Regions from separate parts of the Mus musculus genome. Here region 1 is linked to region 2. Evidence: chromatin contacts called from public Hi-C data. All regions are on one chromosome and are shown on one strand. Each heading gives the region's core, a stretch centred on a gene start, on an enhancer-like site or on the middle of the called end of the contact. The rest is flanking DNA. Distances are from core to core; before and after follow the strand shown. Region 1 overlaps Gm36574 (a long non-coding RNA gene). Region 2 overlaps Hivep3 (human immunodeficiency virus type I enhancer binding protein 3).

Region 1 (6,545 bases), core at 3,776-6,275, 320 kb before region 2:
ACCGTGAATGCTAGCCATCTCACTGATTATTTCGAGCTGTGTTTGAGGGAATGAGAGTGCAGGGTATCTGACACTGGGGCTCTCCCAGAAAAGCCCAGATGTGATGAATACCAAATGAGGATCACCAATTAAAAGCCCTGTGTTGAGTCTGTTTCTTAGCGAGCCAAGGTATAAAGAAATGTGTGCTGCTCTGTAAGGAGGCCTGGAAAGAAGAAAGTGGCCAGAGGCACTCCTCAGGAGTCCCCCACCCCCACCGCCACCCCCCACTGCCTGTCCTTCGCCTTGAAAGAGGACAGGAGGCAGATGAAGGGCCCTAGCAGGAAGTGTGAACACCCCTGGGAACAGAGGGAACTGTGTTATAGCAAGCTTCTTCAGTAACTGTGAAGTCTCAGCTGGGGTTGGGGATGCTCCATGGGTGAGACTGGAGCAAGAGATAACTTTGAATCCATCCCTGCAATTTCTGCTCTTCCGCAGATGCTGATTTCTCTACTACACACAAACAGAGCAATGCAGGCTTGGCTTGGGCAGTGGCTCACTCAGGACTGCACCTGGGAAGGGTGAATGGGTCTGGGATTTGAACCCAGGGCTATGCATTACAAGTTCTCAGTTCCTGCTTTGGCAGGACAGTAGATCTCTTCTCTGCAGAGGTGGGGTTGGGAAGGTCAGAGAGAGAGAGAGACCTCAGAGGGGAAATTAGGGCTGCAGGGAACAGGGGGAGGTGGAGGGAGACCTGGTCCCAGGTGTGCGAGAGATCCAGAGCTGCTGGGCAGGCACATGGGAAAGAGCAGAAAGTAGGTCAGTCACACAGGAGACAGAGCATGAAATTAATGAGCTCATGGGAGTTGGAGTAGTCACCTTCCAGGAGGGCAGTGAAGGAGGCGGAGAGTCCCTCTGGGAGAGATCTTGAGGCCTGAGGGGCTGGAGCAGGTGGGAAGTGGTTGGACCATAGAGTTTCCTTTCTAGTGCTGAGCATTGCGGGAAGGGGGGCAGTTATATCAGCTGGGCAGCAGAAGGGAATGATAGTGTCCTCAGGGGCCCAGACTGAGGTGTCAGACATGAGCTCTGTGGGGGCAGAGGGCATGTTTGCTCTTCAGATGCTGACATTCCTGCTGCCCAGGACAGTGCCTGGCACAGGATTGGCATGCTGAGGGGATACATGAGGAGAAGCCGCCCTGCCTTGTGCATTGCTGTGTAGCTCAGGGTGGAGGCGGAGGAGAGGGTTCAGAGGCATCAGCCGAGTTCAGCATCACCTGCTGAGTGGCTGCCAGGTGCCATCTCTGCCCTGGTGTTGAGCACACCATGTGTAAGAGAGGGGCTTTCCTGTGAAACTCACCATCTAATAGAAAAGCTGGCTATGAGTGACTTTAACAACATGTGCTAAGCACAGAAGTGGATGGCTGATGGGGACCAAGAGAAGGGGAGTTCTGTAACATTTCTCTGAGTAAGGAATTGCTGGGGATGTGGAGGCTGTCAAAGCTTAAGTGCATATACCAACATGTGTGTGCATACACACACACACACACACACACACACACACACTTAAAAATATATGTCCAGGCATAGAGGTGCATCCCTGTAGCTTCTGGTCTTGCGTAGTAGGAAATGAACAATTTCAAGTTCAGCCTTCGCTACATAGAGTTCAAGGCCAGCTTAGGCTAAATACTGTGTTTATTGACTCTGCTATGTCTTGCATATTGAATGTCTCCCAAAAGCCCATGTATCAAAGCCTCGGTCTCTTACACGGTGGTATTAGGAGGGAGGTGCTGTGGAGGGGAAGCCTAATGGGTGTTTCTTAGAGCATGGAAAGACTGACGCCAAAGGGAATTGTAGAGCGCTGGCCCTTTCTCTCCTCTGCTTTGGCTGCCTGGGTAGTGAGGCGACTGATTTTGCCCGGGCACACACACTCTTGCCCCAGGCCTAAAGCAGTGGAACTGATGGATCATGGGTCAGAACTTGCAGAACATTTTTCTGAAATAAATGTTTTCTCTTCATGAGTTGAGTACCTCAGGTTGTTTGTTATAGCCTCAGCAAGCTGTCTACTTGGCTCCCTTCTTCCCTCCTACAGGGTGACATGAAATTCATTTGGGTGTCAGGGCCCTCGCCTAGAACTCTTGAAGGAGGGGGAGGGTTGCTAAGTAGGAAGGCTTCAATCTCGTGATGCCTTACCTCCATGTTCCTCAGTTCCTTTAGAAATGTATCTCCTCCAAGAGGGGCTGGCCCAAGTGTCAAGTAAGACTGTGAGGACATTAGGACAGGATGCAGATCTGGTCGGGCTCTGCTGGGGACAACAGTGAATATGACATGTGCCACAAGTGTTCACAACAGGAAGAAGAGTGAGTGAATATGCCAAGTGCTGCCCCACTCAGAGACCTTGAGCATCTGCCTGGGTCTTAGATCAGGGTTACCTGCTGCTGACTTGGTTGGGCCCTGTGTCTGGGGTATCTTTAGTGGTTCTGGCCTGACCAGGTCGTGGTAATCAGAGTTGCCCCATAAGCTGCTCCGTCTAGCCAGGCCCTTGCAATCAGAACTCTCCAACCTGAAGTACCCAACTTGTCCTGCTTAGGATAGAGTCTTGTCCATGCCAGTCCAGCCCTCAGTGTGGGCTCACAAGCTTTTGGGGCAGGTCAGGTATCATGGCGCCAGTTTACAGATGAGAAGGGAGAATAAAGTGACTCACTAAGGCTCTTCAAAGAGGGTGTGTGTGGAGAACTAAGCTCACAGTTATGTCAGGCCAATTCCAAGACATCTGAGAGGGGGTGTATAAAGGCATAGCAGGGGCTGGAAACTTCAGGGAGAAATGGAAACACATACAAGCAGGACCTGAGTCCTCCTTTCCTGAGGACACTTCTGACCTCCAACCCCAGATCTGTCAGCCTGTCAATGAGAAGGTTCTGTGCGCTCTGATGGATAAAACCAGAGGGTTTTAAATCACAGGCCCAGAGCAAGGTGGACCCTGAGGCTTTCTGCTTTGGTCCACATCCATCAGTAAGCACTCAAGGATATAATTCCAGGCAACACCCTGGGCGCTGTGTGTGTGTAAAGGAGACTCCAGCATGTGCACATATCCTGCTTCTCTAGGACTTGGTCTGGTGGGCTTTTCTACTTTGTCACAACTGACATTTCAGGCGAGGTAATCCTTGAGGGATGCTGTGCAGCATAAGAGATGTTTAGCATCTCTGGCATTTGCTATCTCTGGATAGTCACATCCTCCAGAGGTGGCAACCAAAGCTGTCTCCAGACATTGCCAAATGTCCCCTGGAAGCAAAACTCCCCTGGGGCACACATGCTAACATAGTTTGCTGGGAGCTGCATCAGAGACTAGTCCATAGAGGACAGTGCGTGAGAAGGGTAAAATTAGCCCCTCAAAATTGGCCAGTGGAGATAGAGTTCACTTGCCTGAGAAGCTGGGATTCAGTCCTAGACTCTCTATACCTGGCCCAAGTGCTGCCCTGCCCACACCTCCCCACTTCTCTCCAAGTCCACCCACTGCCCTCAGCTCCCCCAGGAGGACAGATTCTGCTCTGGGAAGCCAGCCCTGGTGCTTTGAGCAGCTGGTCTCCTCAGCCCCGGACTGGTCTCTTAGCCTGCCATAGAGTTGGTGCCTAATAAGCTTTCACGCATGTTAGGAAAGGCTCTGTCTGTCCCCTGAGATGGCCCTCTGAAAGCCGACTGGGTGGCCACTTAAGTGCTGTGCTTATGCGAAGAACAATACTTCAGCAGAGTGCTTTGGCGTAAGTGCTTCCAGGTCCCCCACTCCACAGAAGCTGCAGCGTGGGAAGGAGATGGCTCTGCAGCGGCTGAGCCTACAGACTGGGCTCTTAGCAATACCCGGACCAGCTGTGGGCCCCCCTCCAGCCCTTGAGCCTGCGGGCGATGCTTCCACTTCATTATCTACAGGGGTGAGGGGCACTGCCATGCCTTCCCTTGTCTCCTAGTGCCCAAGGGACCAGTGAATGCTCAAAGGCAGGGGTTTCTCAAATGAAGCATTTGCATGTTAACTGTTTTCTGAGTTTCCAAGGGCAGTCTGTGGGGTAGGTCAGCGTTCTGTTTTTACTTTCTTTTTAGAATGACTACTTGAATAGTCATCCACACACTTAATGAGAGTTACTCTGTGCTCAGAACTCAGCAACGGGCAGACTGAATGCAGGCAGGACGGAGACAAAAGTACATTCAGAACAATGCTAAGGCTGAGAAAGCCGGGCAGGTGCTGAGCTTCAGGTAGGGAAGACCTCTCTCCAGAAGGTGACATTTAATTAAAACCCTGAAGGCAATCGGAGGGAGGGTTGCACAGAAGGTACTGCAGGCAGAGGCCAAAGCAAAAACTACCCCTAGGGTCCAGAAGAGTGGTGAGGTGGCCGGTAGCAGTTGGGGGTATAGATGAGGGACAGTGGGTGGGAAGGGAGGATGGGGGTGGGAAAGATAAAGGTCAGGGAGGGGAGAGGAGGGAAGGGGAGGGAGGGAGGCAAGAACTTTGGCTCTTGTCCTAGACTGGTGGGGGAGGGGCAGATGGCCCCAGTGGTTGCTTGAAAGTGAGTCACATGCTTGCTTTCAAATTTTATTCAGAACACAGAAGGAAGTTGATCCCACTTTGCTACTTTTCTGGAACTTTCTCCTGGTCAGCAACTGGAGTCACACAGCCAAGTCCTTGATGAAGCCAGGCCCTGGTTTGTCCCCTGCGGTTTCCATCAGGCCTTTCCCACCCACAGCTTACTCCAGTCCACTCCAAATCTTCATGGAAACAAGCAGAGAACATTTCCCAGTGATTTAAAAGGACTTCTGTGCCACCAAAGAGTATCGTTTACTCTTACTTTAATGGGTGAATGTCCCTCTACCCAGATGTCCTTGGAACACGGAGACAAAAAGAAGAGCTTGCTAGATCAGAAGGCCTGAGATCTGGTCTGGATTATGTCGTGTTGTTGCTGTCTGATTTTCCACTTTCCCCGTTTTGAATTTTCTTAACTGCCCAGAAGTCAGATGGAGCCAACCCTGCCTGCTACTTCCTTCCTTGTACCTTCATGCTACAGTGGAAGCCAAGGGCCCCTAGGTGGCGCACCTTCCTAGGCTCAGTCTCCCATGAGCAACTGCTAAAGGAGGCTAGAAGATTTGGGGGAAATGGAGGGGCAAAGATGATCCAGAGAGTGGATCTAATGGGAGACTGAGGCAAAAACCCTAAGCTAGAGACCCTTTCTGCACCTGCCCTGGGCCCTGAGGGAGTTGGTGGCACAGAGCACCTCTGTCACTATGGCTATCAGGTTCTGCTGTGGGCTATAGCCCTTACAGGCAAGGTGAATGTCTTGGGATAGATATGAGACAGTACTTATTCTCGCTCATAGATGAAGATGCTGAAGACAGATGTGCTTGCCTGGTCACCTGGGGAGCCAAAGACACAGTGGCTGTCTAGCTGGCCTCTGCTGAGGAAGGGCTCCATAGCAGGGAGGGCCTTGAGCTCAAAGTGTGGGGTAGCATCCCTTGATTTGTCCATTTCTCTTAGCTGGCAGCCTTCCCTCCACCCTACATCTCTTCTTAGGCTTACTCTCTTTCCTTCACAGCTGTAGCTATTCTCAGGAAATCCTAGGAGAGGAGTTGTTAGCTCCTCTTAGGCAGAGCTGTGTCTCAGGGCAGTTTTAGGACACGGGGTGAGGGTCAGGAGACTTTGGGTGGTGCTTGCTCCCTCTGGCTTTCTTCTCCTTATAGATAAGGGAGAGTGCGGAAGGAGGGAGTTGGGCTAGATACTGCCAAGGTCACTGTCTAGTTTGAACCTTCTGAGTTGTCCTTGAAACTCCCCTATGTCCATCAGCAAGCAGCAGAAGGCAGGCAGGGCTCTGCTTCACTCACTTAAGAGGGATGGGGGTGTGGAATAGGTGCTGTGTCATCCTGTTTATGACATCTGGCTTGGCACAGATGACAGGCTGCCGCAGAAGCCAGAGTCCTCCTCTCTGAACTTCCACAATGACCACCTATTTAGGGAGATGCAAACCTACCTCTGCAGAGGAAGCCATGTAAGGCTTGCATGGGCCAACAGGAAAGAAGCCCTCCCCTCTGTGTCCCTGCAGGTGTCCCTCTTTGGTTCCATTGCTAACCCTCTGACCCTCTGACCTTGGGATTCTTCCAAAATCAAACCCTAAGGAAGGAAACAGTTGCCACTGAAGAAATTCAGAGAACAGTGCTAGAGGAAAAAGATGTGAGGGGAAAGGAAAGAGTAGCCGCTTCTCTTCAGTCAGCCATGTGCTAGCTACTCTACTGTCCTCTCTGTAGAGTAACTCATAGCTTGCTGTCAACCACAGATGAACTTCTGTGCTCTCTGAAGATGAGTCTCAGAGGACCACATTGTGCAACTGTGAGTGTTCCATAGACCACTCTTGTCCCTGTAGAACACAAGAGCCAGGGAGGCATAACAGGGCGTGGGCCAAGATAGCTAACTGATTGTGGCAACTCACTCTTCACAGATTCTAAATTATAATCAAATTTATGTCTGATTCCATTCTCAGATTAGGTAACAGTCAAGTGGGGAAACTGAGGCTCACACAAACCCAGGGACTTGCTTA
Region 2 (6,300 bases), core at 1,806-4,305:
ATTCAGACCCCCCCCCCAAAAGTGAACAAACACATGCACAACTTTTTCCCGGACACAGGGAGGCCCTCTCCCCATCACAGGCTCAGCTCCTTGTCACTTGAGTTGTAGAGGCTGCTGGGATAAGACATCTTAATGGATTGATATATGCTAACGTATTACCCAAGGCTTCTGGAGGGTGGGATTCTAAAATGCAACTCACCGTATCTAAAATCTAGGTGGCAACAGGCCCATTTTAGAACTTCCAGGGGAGAATGCATTCCTTCACCTCTTACATCTAGTAGAAAATCCCCTCTTATCTTGACTAACAACCCCCCCCCTTAAAGCCACCAGTGGCCAGTTGAGTCTTTCATACTCTGCATTCTTCAGATGCTACCTATAGGTATTGGTCCCATGATAACCTATACATTTGTATAATTAAAATATTAATTTATACATATATTTAAAGGACCCATGTGATTATACCAGGTTCACACAGGTAATCCTGGATAATCAGTATTTCACAGCTGATTTCCAGCTATACTCCCCTTCGGCAGAACCAGCTTAGGAGTCTGTGGGGTGTGATGTGGACATCTTTTCACAGAGGGGTCAGCTTTCACTCCCAGACAGCATGAGAAAGTTCAAGAGGAAGGTATCCCAGGAGAGTGGGTAGGTAGTGGAAAGGAGACAACAGGTGTGTGTGTGTGTGTGTGTGTGTGTTCAGAGGTCCAGAACAGAAATGCTTACACACACGTACACACACACACACAGTGTGCAGCAGCAGCAGCCATGGCTTCCCTGTTATCTTCTCAGCATACATCATCCTTTTAAACCTCCCTGTGTTTCCACACTGAGCTGGGCACAGACAGTTTCCACAGAGACTGCAGTAGCCTGAGCAGAGCCAGAAATAACTCCAATGAGATGAAAAGCATCCCCTGCCCATCCCTTCCTCCCTACTCACTCCTCCCTCCACCCCATGGGGGAAGGCCCCACCGGAGGCCCTCTCCCAGACTTGGGAAACAGTCCTCTGCAGCCTGGCTCCAGGGAGACGATGCAAGGGCAGTGATTGGTACCCGAGGATCAGGCTGCAGGGCGGAGCCTCCTCCCTAGCTGCACCTCTACCAGCTTCCAACTGTTTCTTCTCTACCTTCTTGCTGCCAGCTACTGGGATACAGTTCTGATCTTGTACCCAATTCTAAGGTCTGGGGATGGACCTGGGCCAGCCTCTGGCACTCATGAAGAGCCACAGCCAGGGGACTGTTCTCCCCGTGGGCCGCCAGCTCTACCTCTACCCTGTGCCCACCCTCTTTTTCTTCCAGTCTTGAGAAGCTTGTTGGTAACGCTCAGCAAAATGTTCCTCCTCCCAGGCTCTTCCTGAGTGCTCCTGAGAACCAGAGTCCCCTGTAGTAAGGCTGAGCACGCAGGCAGCGCTGTTCTAGGTGGTCTCAGGAGCACCCCACCACCGTTGATTCTGACCTCACATCTAGTTCAGTCGAGGACATGAACGTCTGGGTACTGAGCTGGGCAAGTGCTAAGGAACTCTGCATCGGCTTATCTAGTCTTTACCTGGGAGGACTGGGAGTGAGAAATGGAGACCGGAGAGGAGAAATGGTCGGGTCACACTGCCTTCTCCAGGCTGCAAAGCCCTGAGGCTGCAGCTACAAATCTAACCCAGGGAGGAGGGTGTGTGTGGTGGGGGAGGGGAGGAGACACATTGGCAACAATGACAGATGCCAATGAAAAATTTCCAACTTGCTCCCTGCAAAGCCACATGTGACTCAAGATACCTTCAATTTTGCCCCTCTGTTATATGATGGGAATTCAGTATATGATTTTATTTGGGTTAAAAAAAAATAGTTAAGGGTCTGAGAGGAGGTTCCACTATCTAAAACATCATGAGATAGCCAACCTCAACTCACGCCCAAGCAAAGCCAAGGCTCAGAAAGGGAATAAAGCTGCCCTAAGGCAAGGCTTTCCTTGGGGCACCCCAACCTGTTTCTCTTCCAGGGAAGCTCCATGTGAGGCCCCCTTTGGCCTTTCTTGCTGCAGCTTAGAATCCAGGTTGCTGTGCCTCCCGTTAGATCCCTTAAGCACTGTATACTCGGTGTCTACAGCTCCCAAAACTCAGGCTCCATGACCTTGTCTGCACTGTTAGGACATCTGTGTGGGGCAGCAGGTGCATCTGTATATATGAGCCTGCTCTGACCGGTCATGAGCAGTGACTACATTGGGATCACAGGCAGCAGTGCCAGGCCCTGAGTCACTGTTCCTGGTCAATGGAAAGAGCTCTATATTTAACATCAAAAGCCTCAAGCAGAGTCCCACTTCTGCTGCTCACCACTCTATGGCCTCGAACCGCCCACCCGACTTCTCTGAGTCTTTCCCCTGGGGGGGGGGTGAAGATGTTTCCCGTAAGGAGAGGGTATGGGTTCAAATGAGGTGACCAGTGTGAATGGTCTGAGCCTGCCAGTGTGGGTCACAGTCCCCCATGCCATAATCCTGTTGTAGGCTGTGGATGGTCCATGCTAGAAAGCGCTCAGTGTGTGTTTGCTAAAACCTCCATCTGCAAACATCTGCTGAGCTGCACATGGCTACAGGAAGACATGGGCTGGAGGAAATAAGCAATTTTCTCCAAATACATTTCCTGTGAGGCCCAAATGCTGGGAAGTGGGTTGGGGTGTCTAGGATGAGTAGCAGGATACAATGATGGCTTCTTCTCCAGGACCTCTCCGGGCAGCTAGGGAGAGCTCTGGCAGGAGGGCCTTACCCTGAGGTGCTGGGTCAAAGGCAAGCAAGGGTGTTCCAGGGAAGCAGGATCCTGGGAGCAAGTCCAGAGCCCATTCCCTTCAGCATCTTCATGGAGACAGGAAAGAAAGAACTGAAAATATGCTCATTAAATCTGCATCTGGCACCCGGCTTGGCAGGGTTGCCAAAATTCTGTAAGACTAGAATTAAATTAGCAAATTGGAAGTCGGATGATTTTAAGCAGGCATGATGGAATTCATCAGGGCCAGGTGGAAGCTGGTGGGGGAAGGGGACCAGGAAAGCCCACATCCCCGGGGGTTGGAAAGCCTGGCTGTGAACAGAAACAGAAGAGAAACGAGCCAGACATGATCCACACGACTGAGGTTCACCCTGGGCATGTGGGGTGACAGAGGGCCCATACTGCAAGGTGGGAGAGACAGGAGGCGTGGAAGGGGTGGCTAGATGACAGCCTTCTCTTCACAATGAAGAAAGGAGCCTTGAGGCTGTCTAGGTGAGAGGCAGATGGGTTCTCTGAACAAGTGGCTCTACGTGGGTGACACCGCAGGAGAGTGGCTGACACTGTTGTAATCGCCACTGAATACTTACTAAGTTTGGGAAAACACTAAGTGGAAATTCAGGGGTGGAGGAAGGACCAACCTCCATGGAGGAAAAAAGAAGACGGGGGAGATGTTCATGGGGCACTCACAAGGTGCTAGGCACCAGGTGTGATGCCCACCATGACTCAGCACCACACTAATCCTATACATCAGAGGTTTACTTCCTTTTCTTCTTTCTGTCTTTCTTTTTAACTGTCTTTACTTAAAATGCTCATGTTCCTGAGCACGGGAACTAATGCCTCTGATCCCAGCACTTGGGAAGTGAAGCCAGAAGGACTAGGCCTTCAGGGCTATCCTAGGCTACATAGAAATACAGAAGGCAGCTGGACCTGCATGAAGTTCTGTTGCAAAACAAAACAAATACATATTCAAGTCAGGCATAGTGGCTCACTCAAATAATCGCAGAATTTGGGAGGCAGAGGCAGGAGTACTATCATGATTTGAGGCCAGCCTAGGCTACAGATTGTATAAAGTGAAGCCCTACCACAAAAGAACCATAAATAAATAAACAAATAATATATAAATAAATAAGAACCAAAATAAATAAATTAAATTAAATAAATGTATGAACACACACACACACACACACACACACACACACACACAAAGAGAGTGGTATTATGAGGTTGACAGTGTCTCTTCCACCCTCTCAAATTCGACTCCTCTCTGAGGCAGCTTCCATGAGCACAGAAACCACTCTTCATGTGCAGGGCCACACTTAGTCTGCACTAACCTGAACATGTTCTGGGTTAGCACAGGATTGTACAGAACACATTGCATGGAAGCCTTCTTCTGGTGAGGAGTATACCCTGACTCTCCTTCCTGGCTGGCCCCAAAGGGACACATCTTTCTTTATAATGGATGCAAGACATCCCACACTACTATTTGAGCATAGCCTCAGCCAGGCACGAAGAGCCTTGTCAGTCCTCTGACACACAACATGCTACAGGAAAGGCCCTTACACACAGGTCTCTCTGGATCTGGGATTGGCCTGATTAAGCAAGTATGTCCTCTGAAAGCCTTCATTCACGACAATTGAGCCTTCCGAGTTCCCTAGGTCTTTGCAAGCATTTGATTTCTATGCATCACTATACATTTTTTTCCTTTTCCTTTTTTCTTTTTTTGGCCATTTTTAGGCAAAATAATCCCACTTAAACTCCCAGTCCCTTGGACTTAGTTCAAGTATCATGTGTTTAGGGGCCATTTTCACCTTGGGAGCTATCTGCTTATTTTTGCACGTGGCTGTTATTTTACTCTGTTATTGGAATTCTTTGCATGTGTGATAACGGTGAGCTTGCTGCTTCCTCTGTACTAGGCACTGTTCTAGGCTCTCCACCAAGGTCATAGCATGGAACTGGGGTCCTGTCAAGTGGTTGCATAGTCCTTGTTTATGGCCAAGAAAACAGAGGTTCAGAGACTCAGGTCACTTGATCAAGGCTAAAAATGGTCAGAAGTAGGGCAGGGCAGAGTCTGAGGGACAAGTTGAACCCATCCTTCCATTTGCAAATGAGTCGGTTCTCACGTCTTCCCATGGCCCCTGTAATCTAACCCATAAAGAAAGTCCCCCCGAAAATCCCCCTTTCTGTTATTGATCGCTTCCTCTATTGTGCACCATCTTTAAAAGAATGTACATCATATAAGCCGGGTAAGGAGGCTGAGCTTGAACTGCACAGGGACCCTGCCCCTTCTGGGACATTGATATGTCGGAGGAGGCAGGAGGTGGCAGAGTTTATCCACGGGAGTGAGAGCCAGATGGCCTGGGCAAGATTAGGACCAGCACATGGGGTGAAGCCATGCCCGGTGAGATATCACATCGTCAAATCACAGGCGTTCTCACCTGGCTCACGGTGCACACTGGGTGGTGGAGCCCTGGCCCTTAAGTGTAACTGACACACATACTCCTGTGTGTCTGAGTACCAGGAGAAAGCATGAGCAAGCCATGCTCACAAAGCTGCCTCGGGTCTGGACTGACATTTTTTTTTAGTGAGGTGATGTATTTATTTGTTTACTTAGCTCCTGAAACAACAACATCACACGTGGGTTTCTGGATCACAGAGCAGACACGAAGTTGTTCTATGAACCAGGCCATGGTTGCTGCAATGGGTGTGCACCGTACAGTCCTCAGTCCTCACGCTTCCCAGGGGCACAGCAACACGGAGGGGGAGGGAGTGTTTGCATGCCATTTGCCACTTTTCTTCTAAGAAAAAAGGAATTAAGTTAACAGAATCAGAAAATGTGAGAAGCTGGCAAGCTGAGCGAACAGGCAGAAACAAGTTTTAAAGTTACTGTGTGTTCACATGACACTTTTAGCTTTGACCTTAGATGACTTCAGCATTTCCCAGAATGCATCTCTGCAGATCTCCAGCCCACCTTCTTATATGCTTGCGTACATGGATGTGCACATGCACACACATATACCTTCTCTGATCAGTCAATCTTGGAAAGCTGCGCACGATACACTCCTGAACACAGTCTCACACTCACAACACGTACACACACCCTTTGATGGATTTTCAGCACACTTCCTACAACATAGGCACACCTAGGAGTCCTATGGTATAAGGACCTTTACATTTTACCCAAAGTATTCAGCTATGGTTTTTTTTTTTATTCCCTATGCACATTTATACATCCTAAGACACATGCTCTACAAACCTACCATGAGAAATGCTATACTCTACAAACCTACCATGAGAAATGCTGGCTTTTTCAATTTACAGGATTGGAGCTTGATTAAGCTGGCCTAGCATTCACAGAGCCCTGAGTTTGATCCCTAGCACTTGGCAAACTGAGCATGGTGGTACAGACTTATAATCCCAACACTCAGGAGGTAGAAGCAGAAAGATGGAAGTTCAGGGTCATCCTTGGCCAAACAGAGAGTGTAAGGCCAGCTGGAGCTTACATGAGACACTAGCTTAAAGACAAACAACCTATTTCAGTAACAAACCAAAGACCCCCATCT

What was found. Hi-C and Micro-C count contacts between places; a contact is called where the count stands out from the background.
Region 1: a contact with region 2 is called in a Hi-C map of cerebral cortex, with 2.8 times the contacts expected there. The contact joins two enhancer-like sites.

What each region holds. Positions count from the first base shown.
Region 1 is chr4:120,367,356-120,373,900 of GRCm38.p6, reverse strand. The region is part of intron 3 of Gm36574 (a long non-coding RNA gene); the gene reads left to right. Among named protein-coding and RNA genes, the nearest start is that of Gm36574, 27 kb to the left of the region's middle. Within about 2 kb of position 5,025, at least 72 of the 459 cell types and tissues checked have an H3K27ac peak or open chromatin away from gene starts, as enhancers often do. A contact at or near this core is called in cerebral cortex, where this site is marked.
Region 2 is chr4:120,041,971-120,048,270 of GRCm38.p6, reverse strand. The region is part of intron 2 of Hivep3 (human immunodeficiency virus type I enhancer binding protein 3); the gene reads right to left. Among named protein-coding and RNA genes, the nearest start is that of Gm38632, 12 kb to the right of the region's middle. Within about 2 kb of position 3,055, at least 35 of the 459 cell types and tissues checked have an H3K27ac peak or open chromatin away from gene starts, as enhancers often do. A contact at or near this core is called in cerebral cortex, where this site is marked.